Regions from separate parts of the Triticum aestivum genome. Here region 2 is linked to region 1. The links are chromatin contacts, called in public Hi-C maps. All regions are on one chromosome and are shown on one strand. Each heading gives the region's core, a stretch centred on a gene start, on an enhancer-like site or on the middle of the called end of the contact. The rest is flanking DNA. Distances are from core to core; before and after follow the strand shown.

The links. A called contact is a pair of places that touch in the nucleus more often than the background predicts.
Region 2: a Hi-C map of leaf shows a contact between it and region 1, with 5 times the contacts expected there. The contact joins the enhancer-like site here to the promoter of LOC123121479 in region 1. A contact is called at or near these places in 4 of 5 Hi-C or Micro-C datasets (leaf and an unstated tissue).

What each region holds. Positions count from the first base shown.
Region 1 is chr5D:323,289,021-323,295,084 of IWGSC CS RefSeq v2.1, forward strand. LOC123121479 (putative 1-phosphatidylinositol-3-phosphate 5-kinase FAB1C) reads right to left here and starts at 3,405. Exons shown (of 12, transcript XM_044541477.1): 1 at 2,985-3,405; 2 at 2,602-2,909; 3 at 1,613-2,314; 4 at 1,374-1,527; 5 at 951-1,292; 6 at 72-761. The coding sequence starts at 2,891.
Region 2 is chr5D:323,341,673-323,347,736 of IWGSC CS RefSeq v2.1, forward strand. No RefSeq gene overlaps it. Among protein-coding and RNA genes, the nearest start is that of LOC123124775, 17 kb to the right of the region's middle. Within about 2 kb of position 3,594, at least 3 of the 8 cell types and tissues checked have an H3K27ac peak or open chromatin away from gene starts, as enhancers often do. A contact at or near this core is called in leaf, where this site is marked.

The sequences.
Region 1 (6,064 bases), core at 2,155-4,654:
CTATTTTGAAAAAATTGATAAGGAATATTTGAGAAAACAGAATACAATGCATAGGCACATATCAGATGTACCTGGTCAAATAAGTTTTCGCGAAGGTATCTCCCAAGTGGCTTATCAAAGCTACCATAAAACTTGATGCGGAAGAGGTGGGAACGCTCACATGCTATGTTTTTGGGGATACAGGTGCTTGAGAGGGAAACTAAGATGCTCTGATGATTGTCAGTACCAGGTAAGTAGCTACATGAAAGCCTGTTCTGGTTATCTAGGCCTCCTGCTTGGAAGTCATCTGGTGGTAGACCACTCCCACTGTTTTCCAAAAGAGATAAATCCACGGGTATCTTTGCCAAGACAGCTTTTTGGCAGGCATTAACGGCATTCAGAGAATTGGCATGATTAACAGGAGATTCAGATTCGGTACACTCAGGTGCACTTCCAAGGCTTTCCCCATCCAATCGTAATGAAGGCGGTGATGCAGAAATACCATCAAACATTTGCGTGATAGCAGCAGTATGTGGCCATTTAGTAGCAGCTCTGAGACTATCAGTAGTATCACGATCAGCAGACTTAGCAGAAATGTGATCTGTATTGGTCCATGCTTCTTGTGCACCCATTGCAGTTACTGAAATAACTCGTGGAATTGTTGCGCCCTCATCAGCAAGGAATGATGTCTCGAGGGACAGATGATAAGCAGCAAAAACTGCAAGTTGCATTGCATGCTTAATCTTCTTCAGTTCTTCTCGACAATTTCCTCTTAGTAGGACCTAAATAAAAGCATTGCACGTTTAGCTTGCAGAATGGTTCTGGAATAATATATGAGTAAGCAATTCAAGAACAGTTCCAAAGTATATAAGATCAACAGCTGAGCACATCATATGATAGGAGAAGTGTAAATAAATGCCAACAAACCATTTTATTATTCCAATCAAGTATCTTCACAAAGGGATAATTACCGTGCAACCCAGGCGCTTCAGACAGCCTTCAAAAAACATCAGTGTTTTTGTTGTTGGTCTCTTCTCTGCATGTCCTGATGCAAATGATTCCAGAACCTTTTCCACCTTGAACATGTCACATTGCCCTAGCCTTGCTGAAGCAATGTTATCAATTGACGAGGCAATCTGACCGCCTGTGCATTTTGATATTCTCTCCAAAAGTGTCCTCTTTACATTCAGAACTAATGAGATATCTTTCGCTAAGAGCTCCTGGGCATAAGATGAGACACTCTTCTCAACTATCAGCACATTAGGTTTCCTAGACTCAATCTTTCCAACAACAGTTCGTAGATATTCCTTCTCCTACAGATAGAACATTTGTCAGCAAGACTGCAAACAACTAAACATCATACTTAAATTTCAAAAACATGCACAGACACAAACCTGTTCGAGTATAGTTCCAATTGATGCTAACTTATTAGAAGCTTTCTGGTACTCGAGTGCACCTCCTAAAATGAGCAATTTGGCATTACTGTACTCAGAGACCATGCGTTTGTGTTTTACATTCTTGGAGCAAACAATTCCTCTTATAAAATTGCTGCAATCAACGGGTTATCAATCAGTTCCAAATTATGATCAGTAGAAGCATGCAATGCGTAGAAACAACGGAAGCGAGCACATACCTATCAGTTGGGTTCCCAGATGCTATGCACTTGATCTTCACATAATCACTAGGATCCATGCTGCCGCCTTTCTTGGTGTCAGGTTTCACAAAGTAAGCGGCTTGCCATGCTAACGAGGACACAATATCGAGCCAGATTTTGGAATCCTTCTCACTGGCCAACCCAACACCTTCCGCCTTCAGTAACTGTGCAACTAGAGCTTGAAAATGCCTAAATAGATCCTTCTGAACACTCTCTTGGTGGGACCCACAATTAATATTACTAACACCAGTTGCTCTATTAGTTTTAGCACTGAAACAACTTGGGGCAAAAATGTTGTTGGAGTCCCCAATTTCATCATCATCGTCATCGAATCCAAATAACCTCGATTCAGCATCATCAATCTCATCTTCAGGCGGTGGTGGGCACCAAATATTTCCACCAAAGTCGAAGATACAGGACGGCACATGGCTTGCTTTGCTGTTCTCGGCGATGCTAACACCAGCTAGATCATGAGCATCATCTGAGTCGATTGCTGCAATTGCACCATCATTCTGCCTCGCCGCACAAGTAGGACTCTCTGTGGGGCTTGGGGTCATCGATCTGTATGTTGAGTTACTAACACTAACACTAGAATCTGTATCTGAAAAGTCATTTAAGAAGTAAGTCCCTGGGGATAAAAACTGGACCCTGGGTTCATGAGCCTCCTCGTCATCCGCTTGCCTGCATCAAAAAATTATTCAGAACTCGTCAACAGTGGCCAGAGCTAGACAACCTACCTCTACTCAAGCCATCAGCGTCCATCAACCACTACTTCCAAAGAAAGAGGGGCGATTACTTAAAGCCATTCTAAGTCAATTGACCAGACATTTTGCACTTATTAGAAGGCAACGGAAGTAAATAATAACTGATTTACTAGTTCACCTCCATATCATTAGGAGTACTACTATAGTTTAGTGTTAGGAACCAATTAATTTTGCACTACAGATAGAGACAGAGATTTCCGTTACCTAATATCGCGGTCTGGAGGAGGGGAGCGCGGCGCCACGTCGCCTTTGCTCCTGGATCTCGCCTCGGGCGCCCGCAGCGGCGTCATGGGCGGCTCAGCAGGCGACGCCGGGCTGTTTGGCCGCCCGGGCGGGCCGCCGGCATGGCCCACCGATCGGCGGCGTCGCGTCTCTATGCGCGCGAGTGCGTCCCCATCGGTGCCGCCCTTGTGCATGTGGCGCTGCGGGTGGTCGGCGACGAGGGATCTGGTCTTCTCCGCTGCGCCCATCGCCGCGAAATCCAGCACACCCATCCCTACCAGGCCACCACGCTACGTTCAAACCAACCGACTAAAAAAACTGCCAAAAAAAATGGAGCAGGAAACAACGGGGCGCGCCGAACCTACGCGACGCGGACGCGCGGAAGATTCCTTCCTCCCAAAGCCACCGTCCACCTCCCCACCAACGCGCGCGGAACTAACTGGTGTGCCCAGGCCCTGGGGGGCGGGGGCGGGGGCGGTCGGAGATGGAGCGGGGCTCCGGCGAGGAGGCGATGGAGCGGGGCTCCGGCGAGGAGGAGATGGAGCGGGGCTCCGGCGAGGAGGCGGTGGGGCGGGGATTCAGCAGCCAATGCGGGAGAGGCGGGCGGCGGCCAGAGGATCGGGGCCGGAGAAGCGCGGCTTGGTTGCAGATTTGGGAGGTTTGGAGGGGTGGGAACGCGTGCGTTGGCGAGAGCTTGGAGGAGAGAGCAGGGGAAGGCTGGCGGGCGGCGGCGGCGAAGCGGTGGTGCTTATTATACGGATATGGAGATTGGGAGGGAGATTTGAGAGTGAATACTAGGAAAGTGACGCCGTAAAATGGGGACGCTAACGGCGAGGGGAGGCTGCGTGCGCTGTCGAAACCCCGTTTCCTTCCTCCTTTCGGTCTCGCCTTGTGTACGGTGGATATCTATATAGGAGTACCTATAAAGGATGGATGATTATTAATCCAAGGAAATATGGAATGGATGTGGATGTAATCTTATCTGTAGCACTTAATGATATCCATCTTTTATCTCTTCTCTTTTGGTGATTATTAACAGCCCCGGTTGTGAAAATTAATAACAGCCCGTGAACGTGCGGAACCAGGTCGTATGAGTTACGACTCGCTTCGCACCGCACGACTGTCCACGCAACGCGCGTGTTCTACACACGTGTAAATGGACGGTACTTAAAATGAAATGAAATGAAAAAATATATGTTTGCAGTTGTTGATAATGGGCCATTATCAATGGCATATAATGCCAGGTTTTAAGTATACTTATTTCACTAAGTTCAATTTTGAAGGAGAAAGCTTGGGAAAGATCAATGAAAATCTATCATAAAGATATGCCTTACAATTGATGACAATTATGAAAAAGTAACATAATTCTTGTAAAAAGGGATGTGGAGAGTAAATGATGATTGTTGACGGTAAGGAAAATACGTTAAAGATAAACATAACCTTATCTAGTTAATTTACCTGATTGGAAAAAACCTAAGTTCGGTTATATGAAGCTGAATGTGGACGCGGGTTTTGATTTTGATTCACTTGTGGGGACCGTGGGGGCTGTTACCCGAGACCACAATGGGAAGTCCATTGCCGCAGCAAATGAAAAGATGAAGATTTGCTATGATTCATTTACAGCAGAAGTCGTGGCAGTGAGATTTGGCTTGAATCTTGCACGTACTATGGGATGTAGCAAAATTGAGATCAATTCGAATAGCATGAAAGTTGTTGAAGCTCTGAATGATGGTAGTTCATCATCGGTGGCCAGTGCTATTTTTTATGACTGTTTTTTTATGTCTCTTGATTTCAATCATGTAACCTATGCTCATTGCAATAGGGAAAGTAATCAAGTAGCTCATGAACTGGCTAGGATAGCTAGATTTTCACCTCCTTCTGTTTGGATGGATTCAACACCGGATGAGGTGATTTCCATGCTTGTAAACGATGCAACTTTGATAGCGAGTGAATAAAGAGGTGATTTTGGTAAAAAAAACTGTAATTGTAAAAGCTTACATGATGTAAGGAAAGTGAATTGGATGGAATTTTTGTATCTATGTCTTAATAATGGGACATTATTAATGGCAGATTATGCATATTTTGATGTAAGAGTACTTTATTTGCTTATATATTTGTTATCAATGCACTTGATGCACATGCTTGACTTTAGATACTTGAGGAAGTATATATAATATAAGAATACTTCAATATTACAAGATAACATTAAATACTCAATCTATATGGGCACAATCCTTGAGATGCTACTTTGACCGTTGTTTAAAATTTATATACTTGTTATAAGATATTTAAATTCAAGAGAAAAAATATGGGTAGTCTGATGATGGTACAGTGTTTGCCTAGCATGTTAATTATTTGTCAAAGCTAGACAAGATTTGGTTGTAGTTTAATGTGAAAGCGTGCATTTTATAATGTAGATAGTAACACTATGTGTTGAGGTTTAAGAATAAACTTTCAACTAGGGGGTATTCTTAGTAGTGTGGTTAGTAAGCTTGGCGTGTACGACGACCTTATGTCGATGATCGTCGTACACTTGACAAAGTGACACGGAGATGTTCTTAAATTAGGTTCAACTGCCTCGAGGGAGCACGTCCTATGTCCTATGGGAGGGTCGTTGAGAGTAGTGCCCGGGGCATGGGACACTACAAGTGCTTCCTCCTCACGGGTTGCCACTGCACAGGATCTCACCCGGTTTGCTCATACTGTTGCTTCTTTTCATCATCAATAAGAAGGATAAAACATGCTCTTTCGTGGGTTCAATAACTTGTTCAAGATTTGCAAGTCCAACCAGGCACGTCACATCAAGGATGCAAACTGGAGCAAGAAGTTGCGCTGAGAGTAGAATGCAACGAAAGCCTGAACTCTAGAGAGCCTAGCCACCTGGACGTGAGGATGTTGACAATGTTGTCACGGACTACTCCAACGCCTACCTTGGCTATATCCCAAAGGATGAGGATGAGGATGCTGCCAGTGCCCCTCCTCGAGCTTAGGTCCTCCTGGTAGCATCACCTGTTTCCCTTTTTGGGGTCTCGATGCCAAAAGGGGAGAAGAACTCTATTAGCATTCGTGTGCTTGGATATTGCAAGCCCTCGTGTTAGCTTTCGTTCTTCTATGGGCTTGTAATAACTTTTATGTGTCGTTCCGTACTTTGGTAATTTGTTGCAAGCTACTCTATTTGCTTTTGTGTGAAACTATATGTTGGTTTTATGAGCTTTCCTTGGTTATATTATTGTGCTTGTCATTGCATTAGCATAGTCTTGCACGTATATCTTGCTCTCACAATACCTCTAGTTTGTGACCCATGGCACCATTGTTATTATGTTTTATTTTAGCACAAACTAGCTTGTGCAACATGCTCACCTCACTCTTTTTTTATCTTGTTGCATTTGGTTATTAATTTAGGGGGAGCCTTCTTCATTGTGTGATTTGGTTTCCTAGCATATTT
Region 2 (6,064 bases), core at 2,344-4,843, 53 kb after region 1:
ATCCTCGATAGCAACAATTCAATATGTGTCTCGCTACCCCTACTACTTGTCACTGGGTGAAATCACGCAAGATTGAACCCAAAGCTAAGCACCTCTCCCATTGCAACAAAACCAATCTAGTTGGCCAAACCATACCTATAGTTCGAAGAGAAATACGAAGATACAAAATCATGCATATAAGAATTTAGAGAAGATTCAAATAATATTCATAGATAAGCTGATCATAAATCCACAATTCATCGAATCTTGACAAACACACCACAAAAAAAGATTACATCGGATAGATCTCCGAGAACATCGAGGAGAACATGGTATTGAGAATCAAAGAGAGAGAAAAAGCCATCTAGCTACTAGCTATGGACCCGTAGATCTGTGCTAAACTACTCACGCTTCATCGGAAGGGCAATAGGGTTGATGTAGATGCCCTCTGTGATCAAATCTCACGGGAACAAAAGGTTGCGGCGGTGGAAAAGTGTTTTCGTGGATGATTCTGGTGGTTTGGGAATATATGTGAATATATAGGTGGAAGAACTAGGTCAGGGGGTCACGAAGGGCCCACAAGGTAGGCCCCCCAGGGCACGCCCTCCATCCTTGCCGCCGCCTCGTGGCTCTTCTGACTTGAAATTTAAATCTCCTGGGTGTCTTCTGGTCCAAGAAAAATCGTCGCGAAAATTTTATTCCGTTTGGCTTTCCTTTTCCACGAAGCTAAAAAACAAGGAAAAAATAGAAACTGTCACTGGGCTTTAGGTTAATAAGTTAGTCCCAAAAATTATATAAAATAGCATATTAATGCATATAAAATATCCAAAACAGATAATATAATAGCATAAAATAATCAAAAATTATAGATACATTGAAGACGTATTAGTCATGCTTATGATGAAGAATGGATCGTGAGTTTGCGCCCTGAAGAACTTGGATGGATGAACCTACCATTTTGACGATTTTATTGTTCTTTCAATCTTAAATATTATTTTCTGCCATACGAGTTGTTAATCAATGGCGGTGCCACGTATTCAAGCATGCGATGTCAAATAAACTTATGGTGGCAGTGCCACGTATAGGCAATGTTAATCAATGGCATTGGCGGAGCCACAGCAAGGCCAAAAGGGCCATGGCTCACTAAGGGTTAAAGCAAAAAATGTTTTACATGAAGTCCAGCCTATAATAATGTACTTGATTTTTAATATTTTTTTTGAAAAGGGGGGATTCCCCGGCCTCTGCATCAGATGGATGCATACGGCCATTTAGATAAATAAAATAGGTTCAACAATGTCGAAAAGTCGTAAAAGAAACTACGTCGAGCTCACAAAGACCTCGTCACAAAAAAAAAGCCATAGAGCCACAACCGGCTGGCAGAAAAATAGGTATGGAAACTAATTGCCTATCCTATTACATGACCGCCATCCAAACCGGTTGAATATATCCCGCGCTACCATCTCCCACTGGGCAGATCCAGTAACAAACGCTCCCCGGCCTCCGTCGGAGTGAGTAGGGACCACATACGGATCAACGCCGTAGCACGGAATACAACCTGCAAAAAATGAATAGTAGTTATTCTGTTAAAAACCAAATCATTTCTGCAGTTCCAAATTGCCCATAACAACGCACAAACTCCTACACGAATGTGTCTAGCTGTACCGGACTCTATCCCATCCAGCCACGTTCCAAATAACGACCCGACCGAACTCGGAGGAGTAATGTTAAAAGCAATTTGCACTGAGCGCCACAAAATTCTTGCCAACGGGCACTCAAAGAATAGATGCTTAATGGTTTCATCCCGATCACAGAAACTACACCTAGTAGATCCTGTCCAATTGCGCTTAACCAAGTTGTCCTTTGTTAGAATGACCTGTTTATGGACAAACCACATAAATACTTTGATTTTCAAAGGAACTTTGACTTTCCAAACATGTTTGGATTTAGGAATGACACTCGAGTTAATAACATCGATGTACATCGATTTAACGGTAAAATGTCCAGACCTAGTAAGCTTCCAACATAACTGATCGGGCTGATGTCGTAGCTGAACCTCCATCAGTCTACGCACCAGATGAAGCCAATCTTCCCATCTATTATCAACAAGCACCCTCCTAAACTGAATATTAAGGGGGGTGGCCTGCATAACCGTTGCCACAAGCGCATCACGTCTATGCACAATACGATACAGAGTTGGGTATTGTAGTGCCAAAGGAGTCTCACCAAGCCATGTGTCCTCCCAGAAGCGAGTATCGTTACCATCGCCGACTATGAACTTTGTTCTATTAAAGAAGGCTGTCTTAACTCTCATAAGCCCCTTCCAAAATGGCGAATCAGTTGGTCTCATTGTCACCTGTGACAAAGTTTTGGATTGCAAATACTTGTTACGAAGTATCTGTGCCCAAGTCGCATCAGTCCCGTCTGATAACTTATTTAGCCACTTACTAAGCAGGCATCTGTTCTTTACCTCAAGATTCTCGATACCCAACCCCCCCTGATCCTTGGGACGACAAATAATATCCCACTTTGCGAGTCTATACTTTCTTTTTAGATCATCACTCTGCCAAAAAAATCTTGACCGATAAAAGTCCAACCTTTTCCTAACCCCAACTGGAACCTCAAAGAAAGATAGTAGGAACATCGGCAAACTTGTAAGCACCGAATTAATAAGAATCAACCGGCCTCCATAAGACAGAAGTTTGCCCTTCCAGCAACTAAGTTTCTTTTCGAACCGGTCTTCGATACATTTCCACTCTATGTTCGTGAGCTTACGATGATGTATGGGTAGCACAAGTTTTACATGAAGTATGTGCAATAATGTACTCTAGCCCGCTAGCTTTTTCGCCGTAGCTCCGCGCTACTGATCCATGGCGGTGCCACATATTTAAACTTGTGATGTCAAATACCGCTCCATGTCAATTTATGAATTCTATGCTACCATTTGCATGGCTTCTATTTGTATTTAAGTGTTTTCCACGCAGCTTGAGTGTGTCTTTGCCACTGCAGTTAACTGGAGGAATGATCTTATGTGACTTCTGGTTTTATCTTGAGCTCTCCAGCTCATGTTCGTTCTTTTTATAAACTCAGTTGCCTGCTATAAAAAAATGGAAACAGAACATTACGTTGGCTCCTATGGTGCAAAGAGGGTCAGCACCAGGTTTCTATCGTCTAGTCTAGAAAGGAAAAGAAGATCATTTTCGTCACTAAAGAATCCCCTATACGGATCATTTTCGCCACGGAAAAAGGATCACGAAGAAAACGATGGATCTCTCGCTCTACTCCCTCGATGGACGCAGCAGACGGTGACACCTCGTTCTCATCGACAAAGCGTGCATTCCACGCAGGACAGGTTAGGCAGAAGACGGGTGTCTGTGTGGCGCCGAGGAAGAAAAATGGAAGGAAGGCAACGTGGTGGCGAAGTCCCAGGAGACTACGTAGCTCGAAGGAGGCGCGCATCCACTGATGAAACCCCCGAGGTCTCCCTGCTCGGACTCCCACCCCAAGTCGCCGCCTCCCGTGAACCCGATCCGATGAGCGGATGCACGCGGATCAGTGGGCCGGATCACATGACCGACGCGCTCCAGCTCGTGCCCCCGTCCTCCGGTCCGTGCGCGGCTGCTCCCAGCCAGGTCGTGCGCTCCTGGTTTCCTAGGTCCGTCGGTGCTCACGGTCACAGGTATCGTGCGCGTCAACCGGAGTCTTTTGACGTGGAGGGATAGATAAAAACCCAGCACGAAAAGCTTGGTTGGGTGGGTGCGTCGCACCGATCGAAAGCTTTGCTTCTCATCCTCGTGACTGCAGGTGGACTCCCGGACATAGGGGCGAGGCTAATTGCGGCGTCGCCGTTAAGCGTGACGTGACGTGACGACCGCCGGGGGAAATGGGCGCGCGGCGGGCGGAATGTTTCGTGTATCTTTTCGTTCAGGTCAATGGCGTGCCGTTCTTCCCTTGCGTGATCTTCGTGACTGCGTGTCCGGCCTCGGCCTCCGTCCCGTGAGCCCCGGGGCCGGAGTATCGCCCTGTTTGCCTTTGCGTGGTGGCTAGTCAAGTAGTAGTACATCACACCTCGTATCCGTGCAAGAGTGCAAGTGCAATTCTGGATCGATCGATCCCTGTGATTTCGGACGATCTTTCTCGGGACGTGCGGTGGGCGCATTCATAGCAGGCTCGGCTCACGTTGTCGGCGGCGAGGTAATTAAGCCCGCATTTACGCAGCGTAGTAGTACTACTTGGGAAAAGTTCATGATTAGAGCATCTACAACCGGACCTCCCAAACCCGTTTCATACGTCCGGACGAGCCGACCGATCACTGCCCGATCGTGATTTTTTTGACCTAGACGGGCCTCTCAAACGCCCGGGCTGACCGGCACCGCCATATTCAGTCCAAATATGGAACAGATATGGGACGCTCGGGTGCGTCCAGGCACGTCCGCCACGTTGGACCCGACAGCCCAACCTCACCCTAATTTGCATCAAATCCATCAGACCCTTCCTCCTCGTCTCGCCGTCCTCCAACCATTCCCGCGCCCGGACCCTCGCCGGCCTCCACCCTTATTCCCAATCCTCACCTCCGGTCCCGATCCACCGCCGGAGATGTTGTCCAGTCCGACCCACACCGCCGCGACGGAGACGCAGTCCGCCTCGTCCTTCGGCGGCATGATTTCGTCCGCGGTGACTTACAAGGCGGAGAACGTCGCCCGCAAGTTGCGGCGACGCCGGCAGCGAGAGAGGGAGGCGGCGGTGACGGCGCAGGGAGGTTCGGACGTGGAAGATGCGAGGATTATGTTGGCGGACGAGAACCTCTATGATGGGCATTCGAAGAAGTGGCTTGTGGACAAGAAGATGGAGATCAACGACGTAGGAAGTACGAGGCGGCGAGGGTGGCTGCAGCCCGGATGCAGGCGGAGCAGGCAGCCCGGATGCAGTCGGAGCAGGATGACCAGGACGCATTCCGCTCGAAGCACGCGCCCAACCAGTGATCCGAGGCCATCCGTCATGCTCGAACATTGATTTCGTTTTGCCATGTCCGGATTGTTGAACTATAATTTGCTTTGCTTTGTTTCAAACTTGGGCATTCTAATAGTTTATACATATGATCGACCTACATGGATTTAAGAATCGAAATTTATGATATATGGATGCGTGGCGTAATATTTGAAGGGTGTCCGGTCAGGCCGGATTTGCAAAGTCTGGCTGCAGACGCTCTTTACTGCACCTAGGTGCCTCAACCTGGTATGCAACCGTGACCACCCAAGGCGCGCAAGACGCACCGTCGTGAGCTGTGAAAGAATTTTCCCGCGGGACCACGAAAAGCAAAGTTATTCCCGTTCGTTCTTTACATCGTGGGTTGTATGTGGCGCAGGATGCAGATAAGCAGCTAGTGCAACTCTGAAGCCTCACAGTCCGATGGATCACACTCGGACCCTCTCCACCCACACAAACACCTACACTTTTGCAATGGACACAGGCCACTAGCCTCTCCTCTAACCTGTGCGCAGCCACCCTACGTACGTGCGCAGCCGGTGAGTCGGCGAACCCATCGCGTCACCTTGCTCGCGCCCGTCCGCGCCGCCCCCGAGCTGATTACGGCAACATCGCAGCAAGTTGACATGTCCGTTCACGTACGTACGTTCGGTTGTTCGATCTATCTACATGGCCAAATTGCCGTACGGAACGGGTGCGTGCGTCTGTCAAACCGCCGCCTTCCTTTAACAACAGAAGCAGCTGCCTGCCTGCGGCAACCCTTGTCAGCATTCCTGTAGCTGACTGACCAGAGCAGATCGACCGGAGGTTCGGAGGTTAATGTTCGGTGCTAGTATACAATAACGGAAAAGCACCGTGTACTGCACTAATCACGCGCTGATTGAAACAAATACCGAAAGGAGGGAGGGGTACCGAATACCGAAAGCAAGGCAAGAGCTGAGCAATAATGCGCGAGGCTAGTAGATAAAGCGTAATCCATTCAGCACGAGGAAGCGGACACGGCTTGCCCGCATCAAAAGCACCGGCCATTCCCACACTACGACTTTCGACGGTAGTGCCAGCAGTGCGGCACGAGTCTCGCCGTTCCCGACTCAAATACAGT